Regions from separate parts of the Mustela erminea genome. Here region 2 is linked to region 1. Evidence: chromatin contacts called from public Hi-C data. All regions are on one chromosome and are shown on one strand. The core of a region is the stretch at or near the end of the contact, and the rest is flanking DNA. Distances in the headings are between cores, read along the strand shown.

What was found. A called contact is a pair of places that touch in the nucleus more often than the background predicts.
Region 2: a Hi-C map of fibroblasts shows a contact between it and region 1, with 4 times the contacts expected there. The contact joins the promoter of CNN3 here to the enhancer-like site in region 1. A contact is called at or near these places in 2 of 3 Hi-C or Micro-C datasets (fibroblasts and skeletal muscle).

Annotation. Positions count from the first base shown.
Region 1 is chr10:29,234,019-29,238,067 of mMusErm1.Pri, forward strand. The region is part of intron 2 of ALG14 (UDP-N-acetylglucosamine transferase subunit ALG14 homolog); the gene reads left to right. Among named protein-coding and RNA genes, the nearest start is that of ALG14, 29 kb to the left of the region's middle. Within about 2 kb of position 1,638, the one cell type or tissue checked has open chromatin away from gene starts, as enhancers often do. A contact at or near this core is called in fibroblasts, where this site is marked.
Region 2 is chr10:29,344,229-29,348,626 of mMusErm1.Pri, forward strand. CNN3 (calponin-3) reads left to right here and starts at 1,261. Exons shown (of 7, transcript XM_032360598.1): 1 at 1,261-1,605. The coding sequence starts at 1,549.

The DNA of each region.
Region 1 (4,049 bases), core at 388-2,887:
TATTTGTCTATGTTACTGATATATTTTCTTTTTTAAAAAGGGACAATGGTCTTAAATTCATATCATTTTTGTTTTCATTTGTTTTCTTTAAGTAGGCTCCCTGCCTAGCATGGAGCCCAATATAGGGCTTGAATTCGTGACCCTGAGATAAAGACCTGAGCTGGGATCAAGAGTCAGATGCTTCAACTGACTCAGCCACTGAGGCACTGTGAATTCTGACTGTTTTAAAGCTAAAAGGAAGAGTGTTTCAGCTATAAGTGGAAAACTAAACCCCAAAATGACTTGAACAATTAAAAGGGAATTTGTTGACTTACAAAATGGGAAAAATTCAGTCTTACTTCTGGGTGAGACTTGGTCCAACTGCCCAGGGATTTCACTAGGAATAGTGTCTCTCTGCTCTGTCTCCTGCAGGGTCAGCTCCATTGGCCTCCCTCCCCATGGTGCTGCCTCTGTCAACTCCATTCTCTCCCCTCAGGGTGGCAAAAACCAGTAGTCCCTCCTGGCTTCCTATCTTTGTGCTAGCCTGTGTGTAGGGAAGAAAGTCTCTTACATATCTCTCTAACATACATTTTTTAATATATGTTATACTTCACATTATTGAACATGTAGGAGACCAAGAAGGTGAAGCTTTTTTCCCAGAAGCCACAGCAGAGGTCTCCAGTCTCATGGTCTTCAGTTGGCTTATAGTCCCATCTTTCAGCCAGTTGTTGTGGCCAGGAATGAGGGTTATTCCCATGTTGCTTAAGCCATCTCAGGCCTACTCTTGGACTAGAGGTTTGGGGGTGAATGAGGCAGGAGCTGAAATCCCACCCAAACTGTCTGCCTTAGAAGGGGAAAGGGGTGAGTTACCCAAAAGAAAGTTGGTTATTGTTGGCAGAAGGAGGGGACAATACAAGCCTGGGAAGAGGACAACTCTTATTCATTATAAAGGACAGTAGGAATTTGGGGGGCCAGACTCCCCTAATTATTTTAAGAACAAATGACTTTTTTTATTTCCTTGAAGCCCAGACCTCCAAGTAGGGAAAGGCTTCCCAAGGTAAAGTGAGGAGTGGCTGAAAGCCATGGACAAGCCTAGAGCAGCAACCTGGCTTGTTGTTGACAAGTCAGACTTCAGAGCCAGTTGTAGAGTCATGGTGGCTGGTTGAGGATCCATGATCTTTCCAGGCCTCCTTGTGAGAGACTGAAGTCCAGAGAGCTTGACTCATCCAAAGGGACAGAGCTGGTTCTCGGCCAGACCCAGTCTGGAACCCATGGCCCCTTCACTCCTTCATGGCCCTTCTTCATCAGCTACCATGAAGTAAGCAACTACCATGTACTTAAAGGACATGCACATAAAAACATTTTTGTGCATGCAGTCAATTATGGTCATTTTGATTTCAGAATATGGGACCATCCAACATATTTTTTTAATATATGCTATACTTCACATTATTGAAAAAATAGTTATGAAAGAAAGCTGAAACCATTTTTGGTTGAATGAAATCTTACCATTTTAGTTTTGTCTTGTTTCCAAGATTCTGCAATAGTGTGGCATTCATTAAATAATAAACATATTGTACATTTCAGTGTGTGGTAACCCCAAAGAATGACTTCATAGACCACTTAATCTGCTGTGTTGTGGTTTATGATGCCATCTGGATTCTTGGTGGAATTATTTCCATCTAAATCACTATAAACTTCTATTTAGGTTGTCACAGATCTAATGCCAGATATGTTTGTGGGTTTTAGCAGTGATGTAATTCTGGAAGATACTTTGAAAGTTACAAGTTGTCATATACTATTAGCATTTAACTCAGTGTTTCACATAATTTCAGACAAACTAGAAGCCTGAAAAATAATCTATTCCTTTTTTTTTTTTATAAGCATTCTTCCTTTCTTGTCTGTCTTCTACTATACATTTCATTATGCCTCAGTCAAGCATGTGTGGGAAACACTGGGAGGCTCCGTGGGTATACACAGTACTATAGAGCACATGGCCTCTGCCCCTTCGTAATGAGGATGCTTAGATGGATGGAAAGGGTGTCTCACTAGTATATGTCTTTTTCTAAAATATGGTGGGGAGAGAATGTCACTTTTTTGTCTTTTGGTACCAGGGGTGTGCTAAAGACTGGGTCATGTTGCAGGATCTGCACGAACTGCAGGATATACACAGCTACGCCGAGATGTATTGAGGTAAAGAGTCAGCATCTTCTCCAGCACAGACCACAGTCTGAATGTCTAGAAATTACAGTGACAGTCATTGATCTGTTCAGCAAGTACTGATAAGCATCTGTGTTGTGTGAAACACTGTTGTGCACACTGGGATTTCAGCCGTGAGCGAGATGAAATCCTTTCTCTCGTGGAGCTTGTTTTTGAACAGAGAGGCAGACAACAGTTGAACACACAAATGAACAAGTTAATTGGGAGTATGAGTAATTGCTGTGAAGATGGTAAAATAAGACAGTGTGGCGAAGGGTGACTGCGTATTAGAGGAGGGGCCGGTGGGGAGCCTGTCTCCTCTCTGAGGAGATAATGTTCCAGCAAGACCTGAGTTGAGCCAATCTGGGGGGCACAGCAGACCACTCAGAATAAGCCAAAAAGACCCTCAGGAAGGAGTGAGCTTGATGCATTCACACAGCAGAAGGAAGGCTGGTATGACTGGTGGGTGAACAAGGAATGATCAGAAATTTGGATTTCATCACAAGCGTTTAGGGAGTTTTAAGCAGGAGAATGAAAGGGAATGTCTGCTCTACATTATAATCTCTGGCAATTCTGTAGAGAATAAAGCATAGGGGATCCAGAGATGAAGTAGAGATTAATTAGGAGACTAGTGTAGTTATCATGAGAGATAGCAATCATCGGACCAGGAGTAGCAGGGATGTAAGGAGTAAGTAGATAGATGAGGAACGTGTGTAGAGGTTTTGAAAGAAGGACACCCAGGAGCAGGTCCCCCCACCCTCCATCCCTGCCAAGACCAACATAGATTTCATGATCTTCATATATAAGCTAAAACTCTATCTATGATAGATTCTACTGTTCATTTGTTGATTTCTGGTTTAGGAATGCAGAATACCATGTTTTGGTATCAAAAATGGTAGTCACTTTTGAGTTGTTACAGAAAAGCTTGGTGAATAGAGGAACACTAAGACAAGTATCCATTTCTTGGCCCCAGTGGAATGGATTCAGAACAAGTTTAACAGCCCAAAGTGTCATTCAAAGAAACAGCTTTTCCTGGGTCCAGAATCCAGGAAAGACTGACCCTGCTTGGGTTGCATGTCACTCCTGAACAAAATATTGGGTCTGGGGGTGGGAAAGTGTTGGCTGAAGCTTCCTTTATGTCCTGCATCCCATTAGTAGGACATGAAAGAGGGTCAGGGACATTTCCCTCAAGGCAAAAGTATAAGCTAACAAAAACAATATGTCTATGAAGATGCCTTCATTTGGATTTCTCAGATGCTGCAACCCCTAGGAATGTCTGGCCAAAGGTCATAGCCAGGCCTAAATTTTAGCTTCCTGAAACTCTGTCCCCTTCTTTTGTCTTCAGAGGAACTTTTGTTAAAACCGAAATACAAGCTGCCTATTGATAATTTTTCCTTGTTGACTTCTTTATGTGTTTGTTTATTTAATATATAAAGTAATTTTAAAAACTCTCAAGATTTCACCATGGCCTAGCCTTCAGTATTTTCTTTAGACAATGCAGGATATCACATACCCCAGCACCAGTTTCTGTGTATCAAGCATAGCTAACCTGAGAGCCCTGTTCTTATCAAGATGGCCCCAGATTCCCATTCACTTAACTACACACCTGCCTAACAAGTCTAAACAGAAACTGTGGGCACAGAGATTTTCCAAGCAGTTCTGGATGAAGAATGCAATGCTCCGCTTGCTCTAACCTAGCAGGCTCCCTTCACTTTTATGCTCAGAACTCAGAGCCTTGGGGACACTCCTCTCATGGATCTGTTTTCTGGGGAGAAGACTTACAGGACTAAGAAACTTCTTGAGGCCCTTGTGAATGGTCAGTTCACAGAGAGAAGTCTAGGCTATCTACCTAGGACACATTGTTGGGGTCG
Region 2 (4,398 bases), core at 11-2,510, 110 kb after region 1:
GGAAAATGATGGCAAGAGCTGAAGTTTTGCAGATGGGCAGACCTTGGCCAGGATACTTAGGTCTGAGTTTCATTCTCATCTCTGCCACGGATATGATATCTACCTACTAGCTGTTGGTAGGGGTAAATGAGATAATGTTTGCAGGACATCTGGTACAGTGCGAGGAGCCTGGGTGAATGATGAAAGTTATGTTCTCTTCTTCCTAAGTATCAAATTACTTGGAAATCAGAGTAAAGAAAGTGGTGGGGAGAAAGCAGAACTATGGAAGTATGGAGGCCACTTCTGGCCCAAAGGAGAGTACCTAGCTCTATACAAAGAGGCCACTGGATTAAAAAAAATTTTTTTTTAAAGAGAGCAACAGCCACCTGGGTGTTTGGACTAGCTGAATTCTGGATAAAGATGGTTGTGACGGGCGCCTGGGTGGCTCAGTGGGTTAAAGCCTCTGCCTTCAGCTCAGGTCATGATCTCAGGGTCCTGGGATTGAGTGCTACATCGGGCTCTCTGCTCAGCAGGAAGCCTGCCCCCCCCCGCCCCCGCCTCTCTGCCTACTTGAGATCTCTGTCAAATAAATAAATAAATCTTAAAAAAAAAAAAAAAAAGCTCGTGAAAAAGAGCTGTGCGAATCCAGAAAATGACTTGAAATGCCCCAGGCTTTGCCATGGCACAGTCCCGTTTTTTTCCGCACTGCATTTAGAGGCTTAGAGACTGAGTGGGCTCAAATTTGGCCAAAAGCCTTGTCTGTTCCCTTGGCGGCAGCGGGGTAGAGGTCAGACCAACAGGTGTGAGAAGCGGCGAGGTACGGAAGAAGGAGCAGGTGTAGGAGGAGCGCCCCCCCCACCCCGCCCTCGCTCTGGCACAGGAGCTCCCAGGCTGCTCGTGGTGTTCCCAGCAGCGGGTGCAAGAGCCCTGCCCCGCGTCAGAGCTCTCTGGGCTCGGAAAAAAGACCCTAGTGGGCTTCCCTCCCTCCGCTAGCCCCGAGCGCAGCGGCGGATGCCTGGAAGTTGACGTACATTCTGAGCTGCTGGGAAGCCCCTAGGCGCCCGACGCCGGCGCTGGGCGGGCTCCAGTCCGCGGGCCTGGGCTCCGCCCTCGCCGCCCAGCCCTCTGCCCAGCTGGGAGGAGGGGCCCCTCGCCGCGGGTCTCCGCGACGTGAGGACGGAGGCGGAGGCCCGAGCCCCGCGCGGGGAGAGAGCGCGGCGCCCGCTGCCCTTCAATTGGCCCGCCCCCCACCTAGTCGGAGAAGAGAGAGGAGGCGGCTCTCCATTGGCCCGGCCCGTCGGCCAATCCCTGAAGACCCGGGGGAGAAGGTGGGGGCAGTTTGTGGGGGGACTCGGGAGCAGAGCGGGAGGCTCTGCGGGACCCAGTCGGACCGAGCAGCCGAGGCACCGCCCGCGCCCCGCTGCCGCGTCTGGGCGTCTCCTGCGCCGCCCAGGGGAGCGAGCTCCGAGCCTCTCGCGCTGCGGCCACTCCTCGGGGCCAGGAGCGGGGAACCCTAGAACGAGAAACCCTCAGAGCCGAGCGCAGCCTCTTCCCGCCTCCCGAACCACCATGACCCACTTCAACAAGGGCCCTTCTTACGGGCTCTCGGCCGAGGTCAAGAACAAGGTACGCCGGGTCTCGGGTGGAGGCGTCGCCGCCGTGGGCGAGGGGTGGGAAGCTGGACGCCGCCCCAGGGGTCCCTGGGACTCGGGCGGTGCTGGGCCGCGCGCTTCGCCTCTGCACGCCTTGCCCGTCTGGCTTTGGAGGGAGGAGACGTCGGGGCGGCGCGAGAGTGGCCGCGCTTCTCGGTCCCGTCCCGGGACTCGAAGCGCGGGCGTCCCGGCGCTCTCCCGGCTTTGTCCGCGCCGCTGGCTGGGACTGGTGGAGGGCGGCGAGTTCCCGGGCTCCTGGAACCCCGCAGCGCCAGCCTGCAGTTCCCGGAGCCAGACCGTGGCTGCAGCACGCGCCCCTCGGGGAAGGGGGCGCTCCTGCCTGGTGATTCGCCCTTAGGTGGGGCCCGTCGGTGCGGCCCGGGACCTAGCACGCAGACCCCGCCGTGCGCCCTGGCCCGGGCTACTGGCCGACCCAGCGTTTTCTCCCTCCCCAAACCTTGGCCGAATTCAGCCACGAGCGAAGTTAGGCGGTTACGTGGCCGAACTGGGCCCTCCATTGTTCCTTGCTTCCCGGAGAAGGGACCGTTGAGGGGTGCACCGACTCAGGGAGCCTCGGACACTTCCCACTTTTCGAATTGCGGTGCTGCTGTGCTGCTGCAGAAAACAGACAAAGCCTGAGCGCGCCGCTTTGGGAGTGATATCTGCTGTAGAGGAGATTTTATTTTTTCTTAAATAGAAGTTTGTAGTACATTAGACTTTACCGATATCAAGGATATTTTCGTGGGTTGCTTTTGTTCGGGGTATATTTGCTGAGACGGGTTGTAGTTTGGTGTGATCTGGCTCTGGTAACTCTCAGCTTTGCCACTGCCTAGCCGAAGAATGCACGGGTTTATCTTTGGGACTTTTGGTCTGGGAAAGAGATGAGAGGCGGCCCCCTCCCCAAATCCTCTCCTTCCTTCCTCCCTCCCTCCCTCCCTGCATTCCAAGCCCATGACATCAAGGGTTTCAGGGGGGAGAGCGCAGCCAATCGGCGCGGAACTGCGCACAGAACGCTCATTGTCTCCTTTCTGCTGTTCTGGCCAAAGCGCCACAAAGGATTGCTGCTGTGGTTTTAATTCCCATTAACCTCCCGGGAGCCGAAGCTTGTCAGGATTGCCACCGCACCGTTCCACCGCTGGTAGAATACGCTGTCGGAGCTGTAACAGCCCAGTGTCCGGGGTGTATGCGGTGTGGAGTGAATTATCGAGAGGCAGTGAAGCGCACCGTTGTCAAACCCTAAGGGGGAGTTCTGTCTCTTCTCACCCTGTTACAGCCTGCGCATCACAATTCAGTTGTTAATAAATTGTGAACAATCGGTGAAGCAAAGCGTTGATTTTGGTCCCCGAATCTAAACTTGGAACGTTGAGGTCCTTTACCTTGTCAAGTGTGTTGCCCTTATTAGAAAACAGTCTTCTGAAATTTTTTTTTAAAGGACAGAAAAGTAAGTGGTTTGTGTCTGATCCTGCGGGTTCTTTCCAAGGCTTACACATGGAGCTTTAGGAATCTTTTCCGAGGAATCAGCAAGTCCAAACTGTTGGATGGGATACCCTGGCCTGGCTTGGGCACATTAATTTTAATTCGCCCTTGTGATTCTTGGCCCACAGCAGTTGAGTCTCTTCCTTTTGCATTGTAAATGAGGTCCCGATAACTTTGGCAGTCCTTCAAGTGACTTATTTTTCTTGGATGTTAATATCCGTATTAATTTCTTTTTGCTGACTAATGAAGCAGCTTCTGCCCTTTTCCTACTTTTTATTGAGCAGACCAACAAGGAAATGCAGAGACTGAGGTTAGATCACTATAATTATTATGCATTTTTAAAAACAGTAAAACCTCAGTTTTCAGAGCCTTTGGAAAGTTATTACAGCTTTCGGTTTCTATAACTGTGGGTTTATTCCTATGCCGTATTTTAACAACCTCCTTCATTTATATGAGCCTTTCGTACAGTACCCTTTCATAGGAAGTCTTTTGATCTTAACAGCACAGCAGCCCCGTGAGGTGGGAGGGATTGCTGGGGCTATCCAACATCATTTACAGGTTGGGATGCTGAAGCTTATACTGGGTGTGCCTTGCTCAAGATCACAGAAGAAAGTTGGAATATTCTAAGAATTTTAACTCTAAAAGTGATATCTTAGTGTAGTGCTTAGGGATATTCTTAGTAAAGTCCCTGTTGTCTGCCCCACCCTCCCCACTTTTGCCGTCCACCTGTCACTTCTTGACATTGTGATTATTTATGCAGTGCTGTTTTCATCTGTTCTGGACTTGGAAATCAAATATCCATGTTTGCTAGGCCTTTGTATGAGATACTGAGTTTCAACTGAGGACACAGAGCCAACAGTGGAGTGGTTATATGGAACATGAATTTTGACATCACTTGGTTCAACACCTTTTGATTTCTTCTTGCCTTTTTTTAATGTATTGTAATAACTGATACGTTGTTTAAATGTAAGGTGTTCTCCTCCCACCCCCCAAAGCTTCATACAACAAAATGGAAGAAATAGAAACCTCCTCAGGAAGCAGTATGGAATGGACCTTGGAGTTGAGCAGAGTTCTAGTCCTCCCTCTGCCACTTACTGCCTTGTATGATATTGGGCAAGGTAGCGGATATCTCTGTCCTTGTTTCCTAATCAATAGAATGGGGGGGAGTGATCGTTACCACCCCTAAACATTGCATTGAGATGTGTGTTTCTAGTGAGTCCGCAGTGACTGTGTTATCGCCATTAGTTATTAGTAACAGAAAATTGGTAATCTAGTTCTTAGACTTGTCACT